Linked DNA regions of Mus musculus: region 2 is linked to region 1. Evidence: chromatin contacts called from public Hi-C data. All regions are on one chromosome and are shown on one strand. The core of a region is the stretch at or near the end of the contact, and the rest is flanking DNA. Distances in the headings are between cores, read along the strand shown. Region 1 overlaps Bnc2 (basonuclin 2). Region 2 has its middle 46 kb from the start of Cntln.

Region 1 (2,870 bases), core at 178-2,677:
ATGGATCCTTGTGCTGGGCTCTTCCTATTTGCAGCAAGCTGTGCCCTCCCTCCTGTCTTTGGGCTTCTTTTCTCTCAGCATCTGATTGTCAGTAGTGAGTTCTTTCTGTCTTCCTTCTTTTTACCTCTTCAGTTTTGCTGATCCAATTAAACTTGTAATATTCTTCAAATGGCTATTAACCCCGGGTCTTTGAATCTCACGAGGACGGTATTTTTTATGACAGTCAGTGGTTTGAACTGACCGATTAGAGGGTCTGACAATAGGTCTTTGTTAAAGCCAAGCGGTCCATTTGGTAGAGTGAGAACGCTAACCTGAGGAACAGGACCAGTTCCTGCTAGGAACCTTGGTCAGCCCACTTTCCTGCTCTTCTTCCAACCCCAGCAATAGCATGGCAAAGACTCCCAAGTCCAAGGCATGGGGCTAAACCAGCAGGCTTCCCCCAGCCCATTCTCCTCACCCCATCCATGTGTTTTGCATATGGCATTTGGGAAGATTATTAAACAAAAATGAAATAGATTAAGAAGTGAACATAAAAGAATCAATTCTCTTGAACTGTGGTTGCATAATGGAAATCGACTGCTGTGAATGAACCCATGCACTGAAGTTATGAACAGCAAAGTTAATGCACTGCCATGAGTTCATCTTTATTATTACATTACACCTGAATCAATTGATAAAGTAGCTTTTTTTTTGTAAGCGAGAGATGGCACTTAATTGAATAAAAGTCAATGTAATTATATTAGCAGAGGCCAACAGTACTGCTGACAGCGGAAAAGGGACACTGTTGCACCGAGTGCCAGAGCTGGTCTCCACATTTCTGCACATCGTTTGGTTGACAGATATTGAGGGCTGGTACATCATCTAATTAGATTACAGTCCTCTTGTGCTGCATGTGAGAAATGAAGAGAAAAATCTCTTCCTGGTAACATATCAGTGGAGATGTGTAAATTCACAAGTCATCTTATGGCAGAGGTGTCCCTCTGGGTGATCAGCATACCCTCTTGTCAATGTTAATTTATTCTTTCCTATTCAGTCTGTCTTGATGCAACTTTTGTGTGTCTGGCTGCTGTTTTCTCAGCAGCGAACCTAGGAAGTGCAGTGACTGCGGATGTGTGAGCAACAGCACAGAGGTCTAGACTGCAGTCAGATGTGTGCTTATGAAACTCGGAAAGGGTGGGTGTTAAAAGTAATGAGTGACGATAGGGTTTCATGAGCTGCTTACAGTTGGCAGACTGTTTTATCAATAGAGGAGCGATACACATTTTAACTATCTCCACGTTCCTTCTTGTTAAGCCCTGGTGGTATGTGTCTCCCCCGCATGACATTCTAAGAACTTCATGGTAGGCACTTTCTGCACTCTGCTTAGCAGTGTACACTTGAGTCACCTGACACCAGGGACAAGTGGCAGGGGGGTGTTAGGGGAAGAGAGGGTGAATGTCAGAACAGGACTGTGGTGACAACATCTGTTTATCTACATTCATACATCCGCACACTGCATGCATCTGTTTGGAACTCATTTATGGATGATGCTGATGCTGTAAATTCGGTTTTAGCTCATTTGATTTATGGTTTTTGGAATATTCAGGTGATCTGAAAATCAAGACAACATACAGATGATCACTTATGACAGAAAATAATTTTGAGATCAGACAATTTAAATCCCTATTTTATTGTTTAAGTTTTTTAAAACCGGATGCCTAGAATGTGAATTTGTTTTCTCTCTCTCTTTCTCCCTCTCTCTCTCTCTCTTTCTCTCTCTCTCTCTCTGTCTCTCATTCTTGCTTTCTTTTGTGATCGATTTAGCAAAAGATTAGAAAGCTGATCTTATTGTCACAAGGTAAGCTCAGCCTTCCCAAGTGCAGCGTGGAGAGGGCTGCCCCCCTCTGCCCCCTCCACCCAGAGTGCTGATTGTCTCATGTGGAAAGGTGGGACACCTCTCCCTCCTTTCTGGTCCTGGAGGCACATACCTCTCACACATCTCTAGGAAATGTTAGCTATACTTGGTGCCAATTGAAGTGGCTTTTCATTATAAGTAGGAGGTCTCATGAAGTTAATGCTGGCCGTTTAGGTCATTTCTACTATCACAATTAACTTCTCTAAGATGCCAGCTTCTGACGCTGGCAAGTTTTATTTCCTGTTTCTATATCACTTTATTTTTTGGAGGGTAGCTTTCAATTTAGGGACTTGGCAAATATCTGAGCATTTGCAGGTGGAGAGAGGTATATGCCCAAGGGCGCTTTAAAAGTCAACGGGGGATGTAAATACAAGGCAATGTTTTCAGATAAACAGTGACATGGACTTTTCAAGTGAGATCCCTATAGATGCTCTGGGAATGAATCTCACCCTTTTAAACACAAGCAAAGCTTTCGGTGAGGTTTTGCTTGTCAAAGCAAGGGTTCTATTTGTCAAATAAAGGGAATATATGTCATTGTGTTTGAATTTTTTTAATTTACTGTGCATTAATTTTATCCTTTTGGATTTTTTATGGGGGGAGGTAGGGGCCGGATATTTTAGAAAATAGCAGCTTATGCTTTAAAGAATTAAACCTTGAAATAGCATTATTTTATGAAGACAGTTCAATACTATAAAATGTAGTAACTTTTGAAAAAATAAATGTATTTTACTATTAGATTTGACTGGAATTCCAGATAGGTTCAAGAAAGGATCTCTTAACTATTTGAAGTCACTAATTTGCTAAGACTTTTTTTTTTAACTATAAACATGAAATACAGGAGAGTGAGGAGGAAAATTTTTTTTTAAAGTTAAACCTAAATTACGTACACCATTTACGTTTTGAAAATGCTCATCTTTTTACACAGTATTTGCTGCACCAGGAACAGTTTATTTGCTGTTCTTTTCCGATTTTAAGT
Region 2 (2,899 bases), core at 227-2,726, 560 kb before region 1:
CACTTGTGAGCAGTAGGTGGGAACTCCTAGGAAATGTGCATTGTGCCAATCAGGCCTGACTTTGAAAGTAATTTCTGGGAAGGACCCAAACCAACCGTGGGTGTTGGAACAGGGACCTCTGCTTTCTGCTGTGTGTGGCAATGTTCACCAACATCAAATTACTTGATCTGCAGAAACTTCCTATGGCTAGGCCAAGCTAGTAATCACCACCACAAACAGGCATTTTAAGTGATTTAATGTGATTTCTGCCCTATCACACAGCTGGTAGCAGAACACAGACTAGATTTCAGGTTTATAATTTCATACATTTCTCCTAAAATATATTTTATTCAAATTCAAACAATAAGTAAAGACTTTATAAGGCTCCCGTATATCCATCCCATAATCAGCCTCCAAACACTGACACCATTGCACGAATCAGCAAGATTTTGCTGAAAGGACCCTGATATAGCTGTCTCTTGTGAGGCTATGCCAGTGCCTGGCAAACACAGAAGTGGATGCTCACAGTCAGCTGTTTAATGGATCACAGGGCCCCCAATGGAGGAGCTAGAGAAAGTACTCAAGGAGCTAAAGGGGTCGGCAACCCTATAGTTGGAACAACAATATGAACTAACCAGTACCCCGGAGCTCGTGTCTCTAGCTGCATATGTAGCAGAAGGTAGCCTATTCGGCCATCATTGGGAAGAGAGGCCCCTTGGTCTTGAAAACTTTATATGCCCCAGTACAGGGGAATGCCAGGGCCAAGAAGTGGGAGTGGGGGGAGGGGAGTGGAGGGTGGGCTGGGGGACTTTTGGGATAGAATTTGAAATGTAAATGAAGAAAATACCTAATTAAAAAAAATAAAATAAAAATAAGGCACCCATATAGCTGTTGTTTGCAAGGTTTGCACGGGTGTATTTTATAGTGTGGTGATAACGAAGAGGTCAGAATTCCACATCTTTCTCCTTTTCCTTTTTGAGGTTGATTCTGCTCTCCAAAAGCCTGCCAGCTTGGCAAGCTAGAGCAGGAGAGAAACCTGCAGGTCCACCCCGTGGCAGGCAGGCCAGCATCCTCTCTCCAGGCCAACAGGCCATTCTACTAATGGGCTTTTGTATTTCATAATTAAATAAAGAAGTCATGTAATGAATGTTCACCTCTTTACTTGATGGAATTTTGGTCTCTTGAGCTACCTAAGGTATGTGTGTCATAAATAAAATTCTAAATATATTTTAAAAGCCTGTAACATATGTTTGAAGTAGAAGTCGAATTCCCTTTGAGAGAGAGAGAGAGAGAGAGAGAGAGAGTAGAGAGAGAGAGAAGACCTGAGAAATTTAAGGGGAAATTTAAGGAATTTGTGTGTGTTGTTGTTTTTCAAAAGAGAAATAAAACTCTGGTGGTTTCTTCTCCCCTGGTTTCTGCTTTGACAGTTGTGGGTGTGGCAGCCAGTATCCCCTCATCACTATGACTCATACTCATTTATGGAGTCAACAAAAAGTGCCATCCCAGGAAGCTCTCCTTCAGAATACCTCTGTCTCTGGAGCCAGTTGCCACATTACAATCATGACAACAAATGGACTGATGGCAGCATCTGCTTAATCTGACATTTGTCCAGTGTCACCGCTGCACTGTCCTTAACTGAGACTATTTATTTGATGTGGTCTAGTTTCTTCATTTCCTAGTTACCAAAACGAGCTTAATTTAATCAACCCCGACTGGAAAGCTGTCAGTCTTCACGGCTCCTCATCTTATCTTTGATGCTTAAAGAACATATGAACCAAATATTGTCTTAATCTAAATGGTTGGATTTTTCTGATGTCATATTAATATTCCAAGACTGTTTCGGCTGTTTGTTAAAAACCAAGAACATTACAGAGTTTCTAAAGTTTCTAGGAAATGAAAAATAAATACTAGCTGATATTTGTGACATACATTTTATGCAAATGGAAGAAGCCAGTCAGCAAAATTATAAACTCTTTTGTAAATTCCTGAGTGAATTCAGAAGATATTTAACATACTAACCAGTTAATATTATGTTCTCTGTGAATTAGAAATAATCTTAATCCTACAGATGAAAGATGAATAGTTCTACAAGAACCCACTTTCCACTTTGTACCTCTAATAATAATTGTGTTTTAGTAAGGAACTAGAGATGATTTTCCTATGATAGGAGAAAAACATCATTGACCTTTCATAATAAAAATTTGTAAAATGCTGTAAAACAAAGAAAATCAGGTTTGTCTGTCCTTCGAGGATTCAGGTGCCGAACAGACTCCCTGGTTAGTTCTACTTACCATTTGGACAGTTTTCAAGTGCCATATTTGAATCTATTTGTGATGTAATCATTGTAAGATTGGTGCATTGTCTAGTCATTGATATTCAAGGACCATTTGCAAAACGATGTTCAAACATAGTGGACGTATTATTACAACCACTCCTTTTTAGTATGTGATCATATACACGGACATCACAAAACCCAATATTGCCATCCACACTGGTTGTTCAATAAAACCTAATTATGTGTATAGAAGCCCATTCTATAGCTACTCTGCCCTCCACAAGAGCCTTAGAATAAGTGTGTGGCCAATGTTGCCCTCTAGTGGTTAGCATACCCAGGTGAGTCGGAGTACCCGAGATTCCCCTCCTGAGTTGTATATGAGACAGCCAGGGAGACAAACTTGGAAGCTGGTAACAGAAACCTTAATAAAGCATATGTGATATAATTTGAGTGGTAAAAACTGTTTTCATTATTATAACACTGTATTTGATCTCTACCAAGGCTATACTCAGCACAAAGAGTAGCTGGACTGAATTGTTGTGGTTAAAAAGAAACTTTTGTGGAATGTTCTGAGAGTTATAAATAATATTTTATTGTTTTGATATTCATGTACTTTGTGAATTCTCATTTTCATTGCATGAAAGC

Evidence for each region. A called contact is a pair of places that touch in the nucleus more often than the background predicts.
Region 2: a Hi-C map of the N1E-115 cell line shows a contact between it and region 1, with 14 times the contacts expected there. The contact joins two enhancer-like sites. A contact is called at or near these places in 1 of 484 Hi-C or Micro-C datasets (the N1E-115 cell line) and 1 of 9 other capture datasets (embryonic stem cells).

What each region holds. Positions count from the first base shown.
Region 1 is chr4:84,276,873-84,279,742 of GRCm38.p6, reverse strand. All of the region lies in intron 6 of Bnc2 (basonuclin 2), which reads left to right. Among named protein-coding and RNA genes, the nearest start is that of Gm33597, 58 kb to the right of the region's middle. Within about 2 kb of position 1,427, at least 4 of the 459 cell types and tissues checked have an H3K27ac peak or open chromatin away from gene starts, as enhancers often do. A contact at or near this core is called in the N1E-115 cell line, where this site is marked.
Region 2 is chr4:84,836,853-84,839,751 of GRCm38.p6, reverse strand. No RefSeq gene overlaps it. Among named protein-coding and RNA genes, the nearest start is that of Cntln, 46 kb to the left of the region's middle. Within about 2 kb of position 1,476, at least 3 of the 459 cell types and tissues checked have an H3K27ac peak or open chromatin away from gene starts, as enhancers often do. A contact at or near this core is called in the N1E-115 cell line, where this site is marked.